2 separate regions of the Pan troglodytes genome follow, and region 1 is linked to region 2. The links are chromatin contacts, called in public Hi-C maps. All regions are on one chromosome and are shown on one strand. Each heading gives the region's core, a stretch centred on a gene start, on an enhancer-like site or on the middle of the called end of the contact. The rest is flanking DNA. Distances are from core to core; before and after follow the strand shown. Region 1 has its middle 170 kb from the start of UACA. Region 2 holds the start of TLE3 (TLE family member 3, transcriptional corepressor).

Region 1 (4,678 bases), core at 900-3,399, 490 kb after region 2:
AAATCAGAGTCTGGAAAGGCAGGAGCTGAGAGGGACCAGATCAAAGGCTCCCAAAAGTCCTGCTGCAGTCACCTATGGCTGACCAATGACAGATGAGCTCACGCAGGTAAAGGTATTACATAAGGTGTTCTGCAGGTGTTTGGGGTCTCCAGGATGGACTGGGCACAAGCACATCCCCCAGAGTGCAGAACTTCAGCTTGGAGCTTAAAACAGGAGGTCTGGGGGCCACTACAAGAAAGGCCAAATTTTTAAAAATATTAATTTTTAATGATGTAACAAATTCTCATAAAACATTTAAACATTACAGATAAGGCTAAAGTCCCTCAGCACCCATCCCCAAATCTAGCCCCTTCTTTGCCTCTCCCCAGAGGTTCCTATGTTTCCAACTTTTTTTTTTTTTTTTTTTTTTTTTTTTTTTTTTTTTTTTTGGTCTCTCAGGCTGGAGTGCAATGGCATGCAACCTCCGCCTCCTGGGTTCAAGCGATTTCTCCTGCCTCAGCCTCCCGAGTAACTGGGATTACAGGTACCTGCCACCACACCCAGCTAATTTTTGTATTTTTGGTACAGACAGGGTTTCACCAGGTTGGCCAGGCTGGTCTTGAACTCCTGACCTCAGGTGATCTGCCCTTCTCAGCCTCCGAAAGTGCTGGGATTACAGGCTTGAGCCACCGCGCCCGGCCCTTTTCTATTTATTTACGAATGGGTATATACATACCCAAAGAAAGTGTGTCATCTTGTAGGGAGTTTGCTTGCTTGCTAATTGTTGCTGTGAATTAATCTGTCCTTCTGAAATTTACTATTTTTCATTCTACAATATATCTGGAGATTTGCCCACATGGGTATATAGGGCTCTATGTCGTCCTTCCTAACCATAGCACGGGATCATATATTATACTATGTTGAATTTGGCCATTACCCCATCATGGGCACTTTATATAATGTGCAGAAAATCCACAATATCTTACCCTGTAAGGATACTCAGGGCCAAACACAGAAGTTTCTTCAAAAAGCTCAACATAATGGTGGAGTCAGGAGGGGCCTCAGGGCGAGAGGCAGGGGAAGTGGGGGTTAGTCCTCCAGCCTCAACAGGGAGGACCCCATTCTGGGCAATAGTTATTAATAAAATGGAAGGTTGAGAAGAGTTGCAGTGGGTGAGAGAGGACAGACCAGTTGCTTCATGCTTGTTCATGCTTGGCTTGACCGATACCACACGCTGAGTGGTAAAAGAAGGTTCTCCTGGCCTTCCCTGGGGGTGGAATTACAACTCAACACTGGGGCTAAACCCGATTTCAGAACTCAAGCAGAGAGAGCTCCTCCTACCATGTTGGCAGAAGGGAAGACGGGGGTGGATGCGAGTCAATAGTCTCCATAAATGTCTTCATTGGGCCACGGCTTACCTGCCTCCTCACCCACCCCAGCCACAAGCACACACTCCACTTGCTTCTCCAAGTTAGGGGACCAGAGGGGAAGTGTGGGAGGCTTTTGATTGCCATGGCTTCTGTATTGAGTTCTCCTTCAGATCACACCTGAGTTTAGACGACTCAGCCCAGGCTGGATCCTATAAGACATGTCCCCCTTCACTTAACAGATGGGGAAATTGGGCTTTAGGAGAGGAGAAATAAGCCCAAATCACAAGCTAGCAAGGGGCCACAAGCCTTTTGACCCTCGCCCGCAAAGTAAAATCAATAAATTCCACCTGGATTCCTTTTCAGCAAAACGCCGTCAGACACCCGTAGGCAATTCTTTTCTAAGTGGAATCACTTGTGGCTTAGGCCTTTGATGTGACTCATCTGGGCAGAATCCCTGTAAACAGTGGGCCTGACCCGCGAGGACTTGGGGGCTGCTCGGGTCAGAGCCCCGCGGCCCCCGTCACAGACCCCGGGGATCTGGGGAGGGGCGTCAGGCCTCCACCAAAGAAACAGCAAAGACAGAGCAGCGGGACCCGGGCGAATCCGCGCCCGTCCCTGCCCAGGCTGCCCGGGTTCCGCCGCTGGGCGACCCCAGCATTTCCTTTGAAGTCTGAAGCTCTCTTATCCCCGGGCCCCTGCCTCCCGGTACCGCCGATGCGCAGCGATTGCCAGGCAGGTCTCCGCCGGGCTGGGAGAGCCGCCGCCGACCCTGTGCGGGCCCCTCCCCTTTGCCCGGGTGCGCCGCGCCTTTGCCCGGGTGCGCAGCGCCCCCTGCGGACCGAGCGTGGACCCCTTTCCAGCCCGAGCAGGGTCGCTGCCGCGGCGGGCACCAGAGGCCGAGCCCCGCGGGTGAGGACCCCTCCCCCGGCAGCAGCAGGTCTCAGGAGCGCAGGGTTTCAGCGTCAAGGGGTTCTGGGTTCCAGGCGGGACTGGACAACTTGGGAGCTGGGTAGCTGGGACGCGCTGGTCCCCTCTGTGAACGCGCTCCATCCGCAGATGGAAACCCCCTCCCCCCCTCGACCCCAGCCCACAGCTAACTTCCCGAGCTCTCTGAGAACCACAGCAGGCGAGGTAACGTCTTTGGCAGCTCCTCTCCTCCCCGTCCCCAGTCTCTGCACAGTGCCCTGTCACCCCAGGTAACCTCACCCCTCCCTCCCCAGGGCCTCCTCTGTCTCTCTCCCCGCAGCCTCCCCTAAACTCTGACCTGTACAACCACGGGTAGTTGTTGCGGAGCACTTACTTGAGAGTCAGGAGATTGGACACCAGTCAGCTCAGCCAGCCTTTTAGGGCATCGCTCTGTTCCCCAGGTTGGAGTGTCCTGACGCAATCCCTGTTTACTGCAGCCTCAACCTCCAGGCTCAAGCGATCCTCCCGCTTCAGCTCCCACCTCCGCAGTCCCCCAGTAGCTGGAACTACCGGCACCGGCCACCACAACCGGTTAATTTTTGTATTTTTTTGTAGAGACGGGGTTTCGCTATGTTGTCCAGGCTCCTCTCCAACCCCTGAGCTCAGATGATCCGCCTGCCCTGGCCTCCTAAAGTACTGGGATTATAGGTATTGTGTCCCGAATTGGTGGGTTCTTGGTCTCACTGACTTCAAGACTGAAGCCGCGGACCCTCGCGGTGAGTGTTACAGCTCTTGAGGTGGCGCGTCTGGAGTTTGTTCCTTCTGACGTTCAGACGTGTTCGGGATTTCTTCCTTCTGGTGGGTTCGTGGTCTCGCTGGCTCAGGAGTAAAGCTGCAGACCTTCGCAGTGAATGTTACCGCTTTTAAGGCGGCGCGTCTAGAGTTGTTCGTTCCTCCCGGTGGGCTCGCGGTCTCCCGGGCTTCAGGAGTGAAGCTGCAGACCTTCCCGGTGAGTGTTACAACTCACAAAAGCAGTGTGGACCCAGAGTGAGCAGTAACAAGATTTATTGCAAAGAGCGAAAGAACAAACCTCCCACACTGCGAAAGTGGACCCCAACTGGTTGCCAGTGCTAGCTCGCGCCGCCTGCTTTTATTCTCTTATCTGGCCCCACCCACATCCTGCTGATTGGTAGAGCCCAGTGGTCTGTTTTGACAGGACGCTGATTGGTGCGTTTACGATCCCTGAGCTAGACACAAAGGTTCTCCACCTCCCGGCTAGATTAGCTAGATACAGAGCGTGGACACAAAGGTTCTCCAAGGCCCCACCAGAATAGCTAGATACAGAGTGTTGATTGGTGCATTCACAAACCCTGAGCTAGACACAGAGTGCCGATTGGTGTATTTACAATCACTGAGCTAGACATAAAGGTTCTCCAAGGCCCCACCAGAGCAGCTAGATACGGAGTGTGAATTGCTGCACTCACAAACCCTGAGCTAGACACAGGGTGCTGATTGGTGTGTTTACAAACCTTGAGCTAGATACAGAGTGCCGATTGGTGTATTTACAATCCCTGAGCTAGACATAAAGACTCTCCACGTCCCCACCAGACTCAGGAATCCAGCTGGCTTCACCCAGTGGATCCCGCACCAGGGCTGCAGGTGGAGCTGCCTGCCAGTCCTGCGCCATGCGCTCGCACTCCTCAGCCCTTGGGCGGTCGATGGGACTGGGCACTGGAGCAGGGGGCGGCGCTTGTCGGGGAGGCTTGGGCCGCACAGGAGCCCACGGAGGGGGTGGGAGGCTCAGGCATGGCAGGCTGCAGGTCTCGAGCCCTGCCCCGTGGGAAGGCAGCTAAGGCCCGGCGAGAAATCAAGCGCAGCGCGCCGATGGGCCAGCACTGCTGGGGGACCCAGTACACCCTCCGCAGCCGCTGGCCCGGGTGCTAAGCCCCTCACTGCCCGGGGCCGGCAGGGCCGTCCGGCTGCTCCGAGTGCGGGGCCCGCCAAGCCCACGCCCACCCAAAACTCCAGCTGGCCCGCAAGCGCTGCACGCAGCCCCGGTTCCTGCTCGCGCCTCTCCCTTGTGCAAGCTGAGGGAGCCGGCTCTGGCCTTGGCCAGCCCAGAAAGGGGCTCCCATAGTGCAGGGGTGGGCTGAAGGGCTCCTCAAGTGCCGCCAAAGTGAGAGCCGAGGCAGAGGAGGCGCCGAGAGAGAGCGAGGGCTGTGAGGACTGCCAGCACGCTGTCACCTCTCAGTATGACCTACGTTGGACAATTCAGTTGCCCCTCTCAGAGCTATTTCCTCCTCTTTAAAAAAGGAGAAGATCTGCTTGGGTCTGGCACTCCTCATTCCAGTTCACTCTCCAAACTCCATGCAGAACTAGGAGCACGCATCCCTATTCCCCTTGCCCAGGGATGCCCCTGCCCC
Region 2 (4,785 bases), core at 2,177-4,676:
ATTTCAATGTTCAAGCCATAGGACATCTCATAGTACTAAAAGTAAAAAGAATGGCTATTAACAGGCAACACAGAAATCTGGTCATTTTTCAAAATCAGTTTTTTCTTGGAAAGGTTTTGGCCAAATCATACTTTTACGATACATTTGCTAAAGAAGTTTAAATCAAACCCCAAAGCCAGCTTACAGAGCGGTTTAAGAGCTGACAAGGGCGAGCGTTCCTCTCATCTCAACAGAACGTTATATATGTGGTAGTAAGGGGAGCTGGGCCCTCCCTCCCACAAGCACCACATGTGCCCTATATCCTGTTTATACAAGGTTCAGGTTCAACAGGGAATCGTGTGTACACTGGGACCCTCTTGTCCTCTGAGAGTTATTTAGCACTGTGTCGAAGGCCTCTTATGTGGAAAGCAGTGCAGGGAGCCGTGCCCTCTCACAAATGAAGATTAAAACTTGCTGGGCAAAAGGAAGACAGTCTGCCTACTGCCCCAGCGTGGAGAAGATACCCAGCTGGGGGATCCCTGAGGAGGGGAGTGGAGGCAGAGAGCTTCATAAGGCCTCTCCACTCCTCACAACACCCTGGGGAAGGAGGGCTTCTGTCCTACTCTGGCTAGATCCCAGCTGCAAAGCAGAAAAGTTTCCAAACACTCCCAGGAGGTCACTAAGAGAGATTTTTACCAACCCTAATTTCACATGGGCTGGTCCAATCCTATCTTACTAGCCAAGATAGGGCAATGGCAATCAGCCCCTGGGAAACTTTCAAAACACAAATTAAAGGCACACAAAGATAGTACAGAAGTCTCCGGCCTGGAATCGGGGTTTCTCTTTCTGCCCCTCCCCTCACTCACCCTCCTCCAAGTGGCCCCGGCAATGGAAGCTGGGGAAGGGGAGGGCAAGACCAGATTATGCCCTCTCTCAGGGCCGCCCTGCGGCTGGGCGGTGGTGGGGACCTGGCGCTCATCTCCCCAGATCCACGCCGCGCCCCCGGCCGGGGTCGGCGCCCCAACCGCCCCCCAGGCCCGCGGCCGCATCTCACCATCACATAATGGCGCTGCATCTCCGTCTTCTCGTTTGCCAGCTTGTCGTACTCCACTTTGAGGCTGCGAGGGCAGGAGGAGCCGGCTCAGGCGTGGCGCCTGGACAGCCTCCTCTGAGGCCCCGACCCAAGGGCCTCTAGAGCCACTTTTCCACTTTCCTGACACCCCCCGGGGGCGCCCCCATTATCCCACAGCCTGGGGACGCGGGGGGATTTGGGTCCCCGCCGTGGGGAGGGGGATGTGAAACAATTCGAAACTTCCCGCGAGCCAAAGGACTTATCACGGCAGCAGGGGAGTAGGACCCTGACGCTGGCTCCCGACACCCAGAACCCGGAGTGAACCCGCTCGCCGCGACCTAGACCCTCATTCGGGGACCCCACGGGCGGCGCTGGGAGCCGGGCTGCTGCGGGCAGTAAAGGGTTAAGGCGGCGCGCTCGGAAAGGGGAAACAAAAGGCGGAGGCCCGGGCTGCCCCGCGGCCCCTGGATCGGGAGCCCCCTCCGTCCCCGCGGGGGATGGCAGGAGCCGCGCCGGGACCCACCCCTCCCCGCCAGCCCCGGGGCGGCCCCCACCGGCCTTACCTGTGATACTGAGCTTGCAGGAACTGGAATTCGTCTTTGATCCTGTCACAAGACTCAGCCACCGTGAATTTAAATCCCGGCTGCCCGGGTTGATGGGGAGCCTGGAGCCCGCGAAGACAAGACAGGGGAGGGGGCGGGGGCATGAGACCGCGCTCAGAGCGGCCCCGGCCCCTCCCCAACGGCGCCCAACCAAAAGAGGCCACCCTCAGCCCAGAACCTTCCCAGCAAGTTTCTCAGCTCTCCGACGGGGCGGAGGGGGGGCGCCCCATCTCTCCCCGTCGGCAGCGGGGCTCCCATGCCTCTCACCAAGGGCCTCCCTCTCCCCAGTAAGGCGGGGGCGGGAGACAAACCGGGTGAGTTGGGAGACTTCAGAGCGGGGCCGGGGACCGCGTGAACAGCTCCCCCTGGAACACAAGCAGCCCCCCGCGCCACTCGCGCGGAATTAACCTCCTCTCTCAACGGCGCCCCCCGGCCGCATCCCCTTTGTGTGAGAGCACACACACAAACACACACACCATAAAGGTAGCAACAAGCAAAATGGAGGTGCCAGATAAACTGCCTCGTTTACCCTGCCATGATAGATGCTTAAATAAACCGAGTTGCAATTACTCACCGGATGTCTGCCCTGCGGATACATGGCAGGGAGGGGTCGTGATTCCGAGAGCGTGGAAGCGCCGAGAGCCCGGGCCGGGGAGGTGCGGGGGAGGGGGGAGCCGAGCCCGAGCGGGGGGCGGCCGGGAAACCGAGAGCTCGCCCCCGGCCCCCCCAGCTCGTTCTCGCAGCGAAATCCCAGAGTCGGGCGCCGGCCCCAAGTGGAGACAAAGAGCCGCGGAGCAGGCGGCAAAGTCGTCGGCGGGCGCCGGGGCCGGGCGGCGGGCGCGGGCTTTGTGCGCCTAGGGCTCGGCGGGCAGCGGCCGGCCGCCTTCCCTGGGCTGCGTCGAGCGCGTCAATGCCTGGGACTGCGCGGACATCGTCGGCTCCCCAGCAGGTCCGGCGCGGGGTCCCGAGGCCGGGGGCCCCTCCTGGGGCGAGCTCGGGCCCCCTCCGGGTCACTCAGCGGGTCGCGCCTGTAGGGGGGCGCGCCGGGGCAGCCCCAAGCATCCGGGGCGCGCGGGTCCGATCCTAGAGGCGTCCGGGCCTGGGACTCGCGGCGAGAAGAGGAAGGAGGCGGGCTACGAGGTGGTGGCTTGGGGCCGCAGGAGCGCCGGAGGGTGAGGGCGGGAGCCCGGCGCGGGCGCTTCGACGCCCCCCCTCGGAGAGGAGAGCCTGCTGTTCCGTCTGCTACTGCCGCTGCCGCCGCCGCCGCCGCCGCTGCAAGCCCTTCCCAGGGCCGGGGAGGAACTCCGGGCTCAGTAGGTGCAAATCAAACGCCCTGGCATCCTAACTCCAGCGGGCACGGGAAGCCTCCGCAAAGGGTTCTCGCTGCTCCCAGCTTGAGCACCGCGTCCCCAGCGAGGAGCGCTCAGCGCCACCGCCGCTGCCGCGTCGGAGCGCACAGGCAGGAGAGCGCGGGAGGGGAGACGCAGCCCGAGACCGGGGAGCTCTACGGCTTCCTTCCTTCCCCTCGGCCCGGCTCTCCTCTCCGCGCCCCGGCAAACCCCCAAAACACACACACCCAACACACACACGCGCGCACACACACACACCAAAAAAAAAAGTGCCCCGGACCTACGGATACCACACACAGACAGGCGAGGGGGACGAGCACGAGGTCTGAACTGCCGCGAGAGCAGTTCCAAATAGGGACTGAAAAGTAACAAAATAATGTGGCAGCTTCGTCCGGCGCTGGCCAATGGGAGCGCGGGGCCCCCACGTGGGGCTGCGGGACTCGGCCTACGACTGGGTGCCGCTGGGCGCGACGTCACAATGCCCTCTTGTGTCTAAAACTATGCATGAAAAGTAGCAATCAGGCCCTACCCGCTGGTGACTTTCGCATGGGAGTGAAAAACAGCGCTCCTCAGATCAGGAATTAACCGAAAGACATATAATAAATAGATATATATTATAGTCCTGGGCTGCTCGAGTTTTTTTCCTCCTTTTTTTTCCCACGATCTACTAGCAAATAATTATTTAGCGGGAGGAGGAAAGAGGGAAGACAGAGGAATAACAACAAAAGAAAATAAGACAAGCTGTACAATCTTCAAAACCTGTGGCTGGTAGTAATGTATCAGTTTATTCTGCAGCGGCGGCGAACGATTCCTCCCTCTAATCTCATTAGGTCTGCAAAGCAGCCCAATTAGATACTATAAAACAAACAGAATCACTTTGTCACTTTAATGTTTTCACTTCAAAAGATTTAGGACTGATAAAATGGTGGCTCCTAAAGTTGCCTCCGACCTTTAAAAATTTGCTCGGAACTCAGGATGTCCCCTTTTCTTCACCCCTTCTTCTGCCCGCCTCCCCCACATTAGCCCCCAGCTCTCCTTTGTTCACTCGCCCTTCTTTTCAGAAAGCCAAATAAACAGCTCCTTTGATGTGCGGCGGCTGCCTGCGAGGAGAAGTCTGAGGGACTCTGGCTTGGCGGGCAGCGCAGATGGAAGGGCCCGGCTGCCCGTGGACAACAGGCTCAGCCACGGCTGGCCCCATTCGGGGCGCCTTCCCCGTGGGCACAACTTCACCCTCGCCGCAGCCTCGCCGCGCGGGCTCCTCACTGCATCCCTAGGCTGAGGGGGTTGGGGATGGGGTCGGGACCCTGCTCGGCCGAGGCCCGGGAACTCCGAGTTCCCACCTGGTTTGCTCAGCCTGCTCCCGGCAGTGCCACGGCGTTGGCGGAAGCCTGTATGTGTCTCGGTCGCTAGCCTGCACACTCCGAGGGACGCGGACGCTCCCCCGCTCGCTCGCCCCGGCCCCGCGCCCCCCGGACCCCCGCTTGGTCGCACAGGCCACTCGACTCCGGGGCCAGCTTGCCCGCAAACCGATGGCCTCGCCCTCCCGCGCTCGGGGTTACGGCGGGGCAGACGAGCAAGCAGGGAGTGGACCTCAAAGCGCGCACCGCCCGGTGGACGGCCAAGGCGGGACCCCCGGGGCCCTCCCCGGCAAGTCCGCGAGCCCGCACGCACCCCAGGGCCCGCGGCGGGCGCGCGCGAGCCGGCCGCGCGTCCCCGGATCTATATTTTCCCCTCATTAGGAGCCGGAGGTTCGCTTTTGCATCTTAATGAGGAGCTGAGAGCT

The links. A called contact is a pair of places that touch in the nucleus more often than the background predicts.
Region 1: a Hi-C map of stem cell-derived neural progenitor cells shows a contact between it and region 2, with 3 times the contacts expected there. The contact joins the enhancer-like site here to the promoter of TLE3 in region 2. A contact is called at or near these places in 1 of 7 Hi-C or Micro-C datasets (stem cell-derived neural progenitor cells) and 1 of 1 datasets of contacts at active chromatin or transcription factors (stem cell-derived excitatory neurons).

Annotation. Positions count from the first base shown.
Region 1 is chr16:62,585,137-62,589,814 of NHGRI_mPanTro3-v2.0_pri, forward strand. No RefSeq gene overlaps it. Among named protein-coding and RNA genes, the nearest start is that of UACA, 170 kb to the right of the region's middle. Within about 2 kb of position 2,150, at least 3 of the 24 cell types and tissues checked have an H3K27ac peak or open chromatin away from gene starts, as enhancers often do. A contact at or near this core is called in stem cell-derived neural progenitor cells, where this site is marked.
Region 2 is chr16:62,098,453-62,103,237 of NHGRI_mPanTro3-v2.0_pri, forward strand. TLE3 (TLE family member 3, transcriptional corepressor) reads right to left here and starts at 3,427. Exons shown (of 20, transcript XM_009429459.5): 1 at 2,228-3,427; 2 at 1,615-1,715; 3 at 1,034-1,097; 4 at 1-35. The coding sequence starts at 2,251.